Regions from separate parts of the Hordeum vulgare genome. Here region 2 is linked to region 1. The links are chromatin contacts, called in public Hi-C maps. All regions are on one chromosome and are shown on one strand. Each heading gives the region's core, a stretch centred on a gene start, on an enhancer-like site or on the middle of the called end of the contact. The rest is flanking DNA. Distances are from core to core; before and after follow the strand shown.

Region 1 (3,036 bases), core at 329-2,828:
GATGATGCCCCTTGGTGTTTGAAGCATAAGAATCCCCCCACATGTATATGTTTCATGTGAAATTCTTGCAAAAATACTGCGTTCGAATGAAATCCCTGTCCCATGGCTTGATACACACAAAGCATCCACGAATGCCATGTGAATTAAGATGTACCACCGGCAAATTTGTTTTAGTGACCGCGAAGACCACCAATTTTTTTTATAAAATGGAAGCAACGTAATGCGTACCTCAACAGACCAAGCAGTATTGAAATCGAGATTTTGCAGTACTAAATGTTACTCGCTCAATTTCATAATATAGTGCGTCCGCGCTTTTTGAAATATAAATTTAACCAGCGTGGTCTACTGCAGCGGGAGCAAAAATTATATCAATGAAAACTTTTGAAATATAAATTTAACCAGCGTGGTCTACTGCAGCGGGAGCAAAAATTATATCAATGAAAACTTCTTTCGAGTACGAATTCAATGGTATACTTTTTATTTCCGCCTGTCACGTTGGTTAAATTTATGGTCAAACATAAATCTCAAAAAACGCAGATGCACTGCATTATGAAACGGAGGGAACAGTACTACCGGCGCGGCTACGGACCGGGATCCCGGAGAGCGAATTTACTGCACTTAATTCCGTAAATAATACCTACTGATACAAGCATTATCTCCTGTTCTTTGGTCTGCATGTTGGGGACCTATTTCCCAAAAAATTTCTAATAGCAGAAGAGCGTGTAGCAGTAAATCTGGACCGTATTGAACTACTTCTGTTTATAATTTTGATTTTCTGTTGAGTGCGGAAATTTCTCATTTTCTTCTTCTTTGAACGAATACAGCATTATATTGAGAAAGAAAAAACAACTTTCTCTCCATGAACAAATAAAAGGGCCCAAGAAATCAACGACTCCGGTGAAATTCGTTGCCGAACATGCATCTATGCGTCCCGTCACCTCCAAGAGACAGTATGACTACTAAGAGAGAAAGAAAAACAAGTTTCGTCTCGATAAACAAACAAAAGGGCCCAAAGAAATCAACGACTCCAGTGAAATTCGTTGCCAAACATGCATCTATGCGTCCCGTCACCTCCAAAAGACAGTACCAGTGACCTACGTTTTTTCAGACCCACATTTCATCTGTTTATTCTTTCAGAAAACAGTAGATGAAACAAAACGAAGAGGAAACCTTCCGCCATCTAGCGCTTCTAATCAAGAAACCAAGCGGATCGTAGACACATGCGGGTGGACAGCGGTTGAGTTAGAGAGGAGTGCGGGGAGGGAGACTGACCGGACTTGCTGCCGCGGAGGACGCGGCTGGAGACGGCGGCCCACGCACGGCGCGCCCGGAACACGACCTTCTTCCGCCAACACGCCATCAGCGCCGCCGCCGCCGCCGCTCGCGAGGTGCTTCTTTCTGGCGGTTTTGCAGCGGCGGTTCCGTCGGCGGCGTCGTGGGTGGCTTGGCTTGGATGCTGCGGAGTGGCCGTTCTCTGCTCTGTGCGCGTGACGCCGGGGCGGCTTTTATCCCCGTGCGGAGGAGGCGCGGCTTGGAGCGTTGGCTCGCTTTTAATTTTTTATATTTTTATTTTGCTGCTTGTTTGCGTGTTAGCTATGTCCACGCCGGGTTTCTGGGTACACGCTTGGGTAGCAGAGATTAATCGCAAAATCTACTTTTGATGGCCCGCGATAAGGCGTTATCCGGTTAATCCCGTGAGCGGATCAGCCGTATGATTACTTCTCGATCGGGCTGATCCTTGCGTTATGCTACAATGTGTCGTTCCCAAAGTACTCCCTTTGTCCTAAAAATGACTGACTCAATTTTATACTAATTTTAATATGAAATTAGTGTAAAAATTGATTCATTTATTTTACGAAGAACGGAGTACTAACCAGCTATAGGAACTATCGTTAAACCCGCACAAAAAATCTTATAAAATGATGGTCACTATACTACTCCCAAAGCCTTAAAATCTAAGACTTCTTTGACACTATATTTTGAGACACAGAGATTACCTAAAAGAGAGATAAAATCGGTATAGGATTTTTACGGGCAACTGAACTTGCCCTCACATGTGGTGGTTGCTGGAAATAGCGTGATGTACTCTTAGAAATGACTGGGATATAGTATGTCAGAGATACTTGAATTGGGCAAGCCTAATATCCTTTGACTCCATGTGGAACGGAGCTTTCGCTTGTCATTGCCTTTCCTGTACCGGCCGACCTGACGCCGCGGAAATTTCGACACGTCACCGCAAGCTCACGTGCTGTGGCGACATCAGACCGTTCCGCGGGACCCGCCTCGGCGACCAGCATTCATTGGGTGGGCGCGGCCGTGTGTAACCTCCGGCTGGTGAGGGGGCACGTGGCAGAGGAGCAGCTAGATATTTTTAGGAGCTCATGATGCACCATCGTACCGTGATCGCCCGGATATGCTCCCTGATATTTCTTCCCTCTCCGCGGATCTCGGCTATTGACTTTGGGTGTATGAAATACGTACCGCACTATTGCCACATTAATTAACTTGATTTCATTTGAGGAAAATGATTGTATTCTCCCAATCCATATTAATTTTGGTCTTTTCCAATGCACAAGCGTTTTACATAAGGTGTCACGGCGTCTTCAAGGCGTACTCCCAAATAATGTGCATATGACTGTGTTGTACTGTGTAATCTGAATGCTTTTTTTCTTTCTGCAAGTCGATGACAAACTAGGGAAGGAGGGTGTTGCGAACGTCCGGACCGTTGCCATGCCTGCACCTAGATAAGGGTCAGTTCTTTTGGCAGCTTAAAAAATAAGCCACCAAATTTCAAGGTTTTCTCACAAATAGTGTCGTGATTTTGTCACGGTAGATGTTTTTTCTGAACGAATTTAGTGGTGAGGCCATCATCGTGGTGTGGCAACTCGAAGTGGTTGATTGGGATGAGAGACGGATTTACCTAGATTCGGCCCCTTCAATGGAGGTAAAGACCTACGTCCTGTTTTTGTGTCTATATTGATGGTGATCTTGATTGTAAGGATGCATAATCACTAACCTAGCTCTCGAGGGTTTCTT
Region 2 (2,950 bases), core at 445-2,944, 360 kb after region 1:
AGCAATATTTTTTGTACGGTGTTGGTTGTTTTGTAATACAAAAGAAAAAAATCATTTTTGGGTAAACTTGATGTTTCGGGCCTATCTTTCATTTTAATGCTAGATTTGCCACTGGTGGACGGCACATAGGCAGAGGAGAGGGCACTGATTGCAGCAGTCTGCAGGCGCCATCCGAGTCGCCCTTGGCGACACTGGCGCCATCCGGATTTCTCGGGAGGGGGCGATTGGTTTCGGATGATGCAGCACCTGGTTAGGCTCTGGATTCCTTTGTTCTTTGGTTCAATTGAAGACACGTAAACTGCCATGCACTACTTGCCAATGTGGCAGGGCTACATGGATAAAGAAATAGGTTACGGTTCATAAAATAGAAAACTACCAACAAATTAATTTAATTTTCCAGCAAAAAAAATAGATTTTAGTGTGCTCGCAACGAAATACTCTATGTCCTTTGTAGATGGCATGTTGCGTGGTTTAGCAAACAAGCGAGAAGCTGGATCATGTGAGAGATCGCGACAGACAGGATATATCATGTGAGAGAAATTGGACTTTTCATTGGAAGCTGGATACGGACGGCCGACTGACTGCTACTGGGTGGCTGGAGTGCCGTGCTCTAACCTTCAGGGCCTTCTTTGATGCGCAGGGTTTAAGAAAGTTTGTAGGGGATTATTTTCGAAGGGATCAGAAACCCCGCGATTTCCTGCATGTTCATTTAGTAGACAGGGTTTGTGATGAGCAAACCCTTTCAATCCTTTCTAATCCCACTCGATTTCTTTCAACCCACGCGGCTCAGAAACCTTGTCTCATGGCTTTCAGGGATTTGGCAATTGAGGGACCGCAATCCTCCCCAACCCCTTCCTGTCAAACAAGGCCTCGGAGCCTCGTGCTCCAACCAGTGGATTTCGGCCCTGTTTGTTTCAGAAGTCCCGGGACTTTTTTTAGTCCCAACTTAAAAGGCCCTAGTCCCTACCCGTTTGTTTCCAGGGACTAAATAGAGACTAAAGGTCACTAAATGACATGCAAAAAGACCATGTTACCCTTAGTAATGTAGTAGCAGTAGTTATTAAATGACATGCTAAAAGTAGGGGCATTGTTGGAAAAAGTGCCAAAAAAGTCCCAAAAAGACCCTCCCGTAGGGACTTCTTCAAATAGTCCCAAATACCCCCTTTTAGTCCCTAAAAGTCCCTCCTGTTTGTTTCACATGAGACTTTTTGAGACTTTTTTTAGTCCCTACATCAAAAAGTCCGTGGAAACAAACACCCCCTTCATTCTCGAACAATCTCCTTTTAACCACCATGTGGGCCCAACATACGTAGTTATTATCAGCATACTAAGCGAGCTCCATGATACTTAAAGGCCTTAAATTTTCAAATTATATAAATAGTCTAACTCTAATCCTTAGAGGGAATTGGTCCGGGGCAGCTTTTGCCCAACATAATTGGTCACAAAATGCACAGCGCACTCGTTTCCAACACCCGGGCTGCTATTTCTGACGGAACAAGTGAAGGAACCACGCGACGATGTGGCACCCATCACGGATGCTTCCAGCACTCGTCTTTTCCTTGAGGCACTACATGGGTAGCTGCATCGGCAATACTTTGTTCCGTCCGGCATGATGACGCGGACGCGGGAATCCGGGTAATTATCCGAAAAGATTTGCCCACAAACGCGAGGATCATGATGACCGGGGAGCATGAATAGTGTATATCCAACAACTTCGACGAATGTGATGTGTCGTGTATGCCAACTTTTCCACGAACCGGAAGAATATCTAGTCTGATGCCAACCAGTCCTTCTGGTTATGCCCCTCGCACCTCCTTCGTCGTCTTCGCCGTCCTCTTCTTGTCGAATGAGTTATATAAACAACTAGAGCTGAACATTTCAGTGTGCGGTCTTCAGGTTCAGGTACTTCCTCTCCTCCTCTTGTGATTCTGTTCTGAATCTGGGTAATTCTGTTCTTCGAGCTGTTGACCATGTGTATCTGTTCCAGCCGAATTGGCTCCTTCATCGGTCTCTGAAGATGGGGACTTCGGAGCTAGAGCAAGCAAAGGTATCTCCCGACCTGAAAAGGCACTTGCATTTCTTTGGCTCATCAATAATTTGGTGCAATTACTTAACTGGCTCTACTTTTCAAGGGTTCAGTTAAGGTACTCCTGGCTTTTTTCAATTGTTTCTTGGATGATTTTCTAATCAGCATGCTCCTGACTGTTTCAAACCATTATGTTTATATGTCTTGAGCTAGCAAACTGGTCTGACATGGTTGTTCTTGCTCCAGGCACGTTTGCACGTCGACTGTGCTCAGCCACCAGCAATAACTTGGCAGAGGAAATTCGATGATGAAGGCAAGAAGGTTGCTATGCTTAGCATGGCCACTGATATATTGACAATTGTAAGCAAGCATGTCAACATGGGCTGTATCTTCTAAATCTTGTATTCAGAAGCAAGAATGCATACTACCAATGCTACATAAACACTGACCATGGTTGTACTTCAGATACCCTTGATTTTCAAAATGCTTCGACTACACGTCGAAGGAATCGCGAAAAACCAGGTGAGTCACTCTTGTGCCATTGAACATTCAGATAATCCGTCAACCATCATGCACATGTAGATGAAATGCCGGTGCAAATTATTCTCCCTAGTTAGTACTCGGTAGCCAGTGAAATTTCTGAAAAAATATTATCTTGTTTCGCCAAGGTTGCGGTCTATGATCCTCTCAAGAAATGGATGGACAACTGCTACCGCGGGGTACCCCTCGGCGGACTAGGGTAAGTTCTTTGGATGTTTCTGGCCCTGATTTTGCTCTCAAACTTGCCTTGATTGTGACATTCATGCATGGCTAAGCAGGTGACTGAACTTCAGATGACATTCTCCTTCTTTTTTCAGTTCAGGAAGTATAGGAAGAAGCTACAGAGGGTACTTTCAGCAGTTTCAAATATTCCCCAGGATATAT

What was found. A called contact is a pair of places that touch in the nucleus more often than the background predicts.
Region 2: a Hi-C map of seedling shows a contact between it and region 1, with 6 times the contacts expected there. The contact joins the promoter of LOC123412106 here to the promoter of LOC123411991 in region 1. A contact is called at or near these places in 1 of 6 Hi-C or Micro-C datasets (seedling) and 1 of 1 datasets of contacts at active chromatin or transcription factors (embryo).

Annotation. Positions count from the first base shown.
Region 1 is chr7H:432,121,707-432,124,742 of MorexV3_pseudomolecules_assembly, forward strand. It overlaps LOC123411991, which reads right to left and starts at 1,579. Exons shown (of 2, transcript XM_045104951.1): 1 at 1,273-1,579. The coding sequence starts at 1,360.
Region 2 is chr7H:432,479,165-432,482,114 of MorexV3_pseudomolecules_assembly, forward strand. It overlaps LOC123412106 (non-lysosomal glucosylceramidase-like), which reads left to right and starts at 1,695. Exons shown (of 15, transcript XM_045105051.1): 1 at 1,695-1,902; 2 at 1,988-2,047; 3 at 2,273-2,386; 4 at 2,492-2,548; 5 at 2,695-2,765; 6 at 2,884-2,950. The coding sequence starts at 1,738.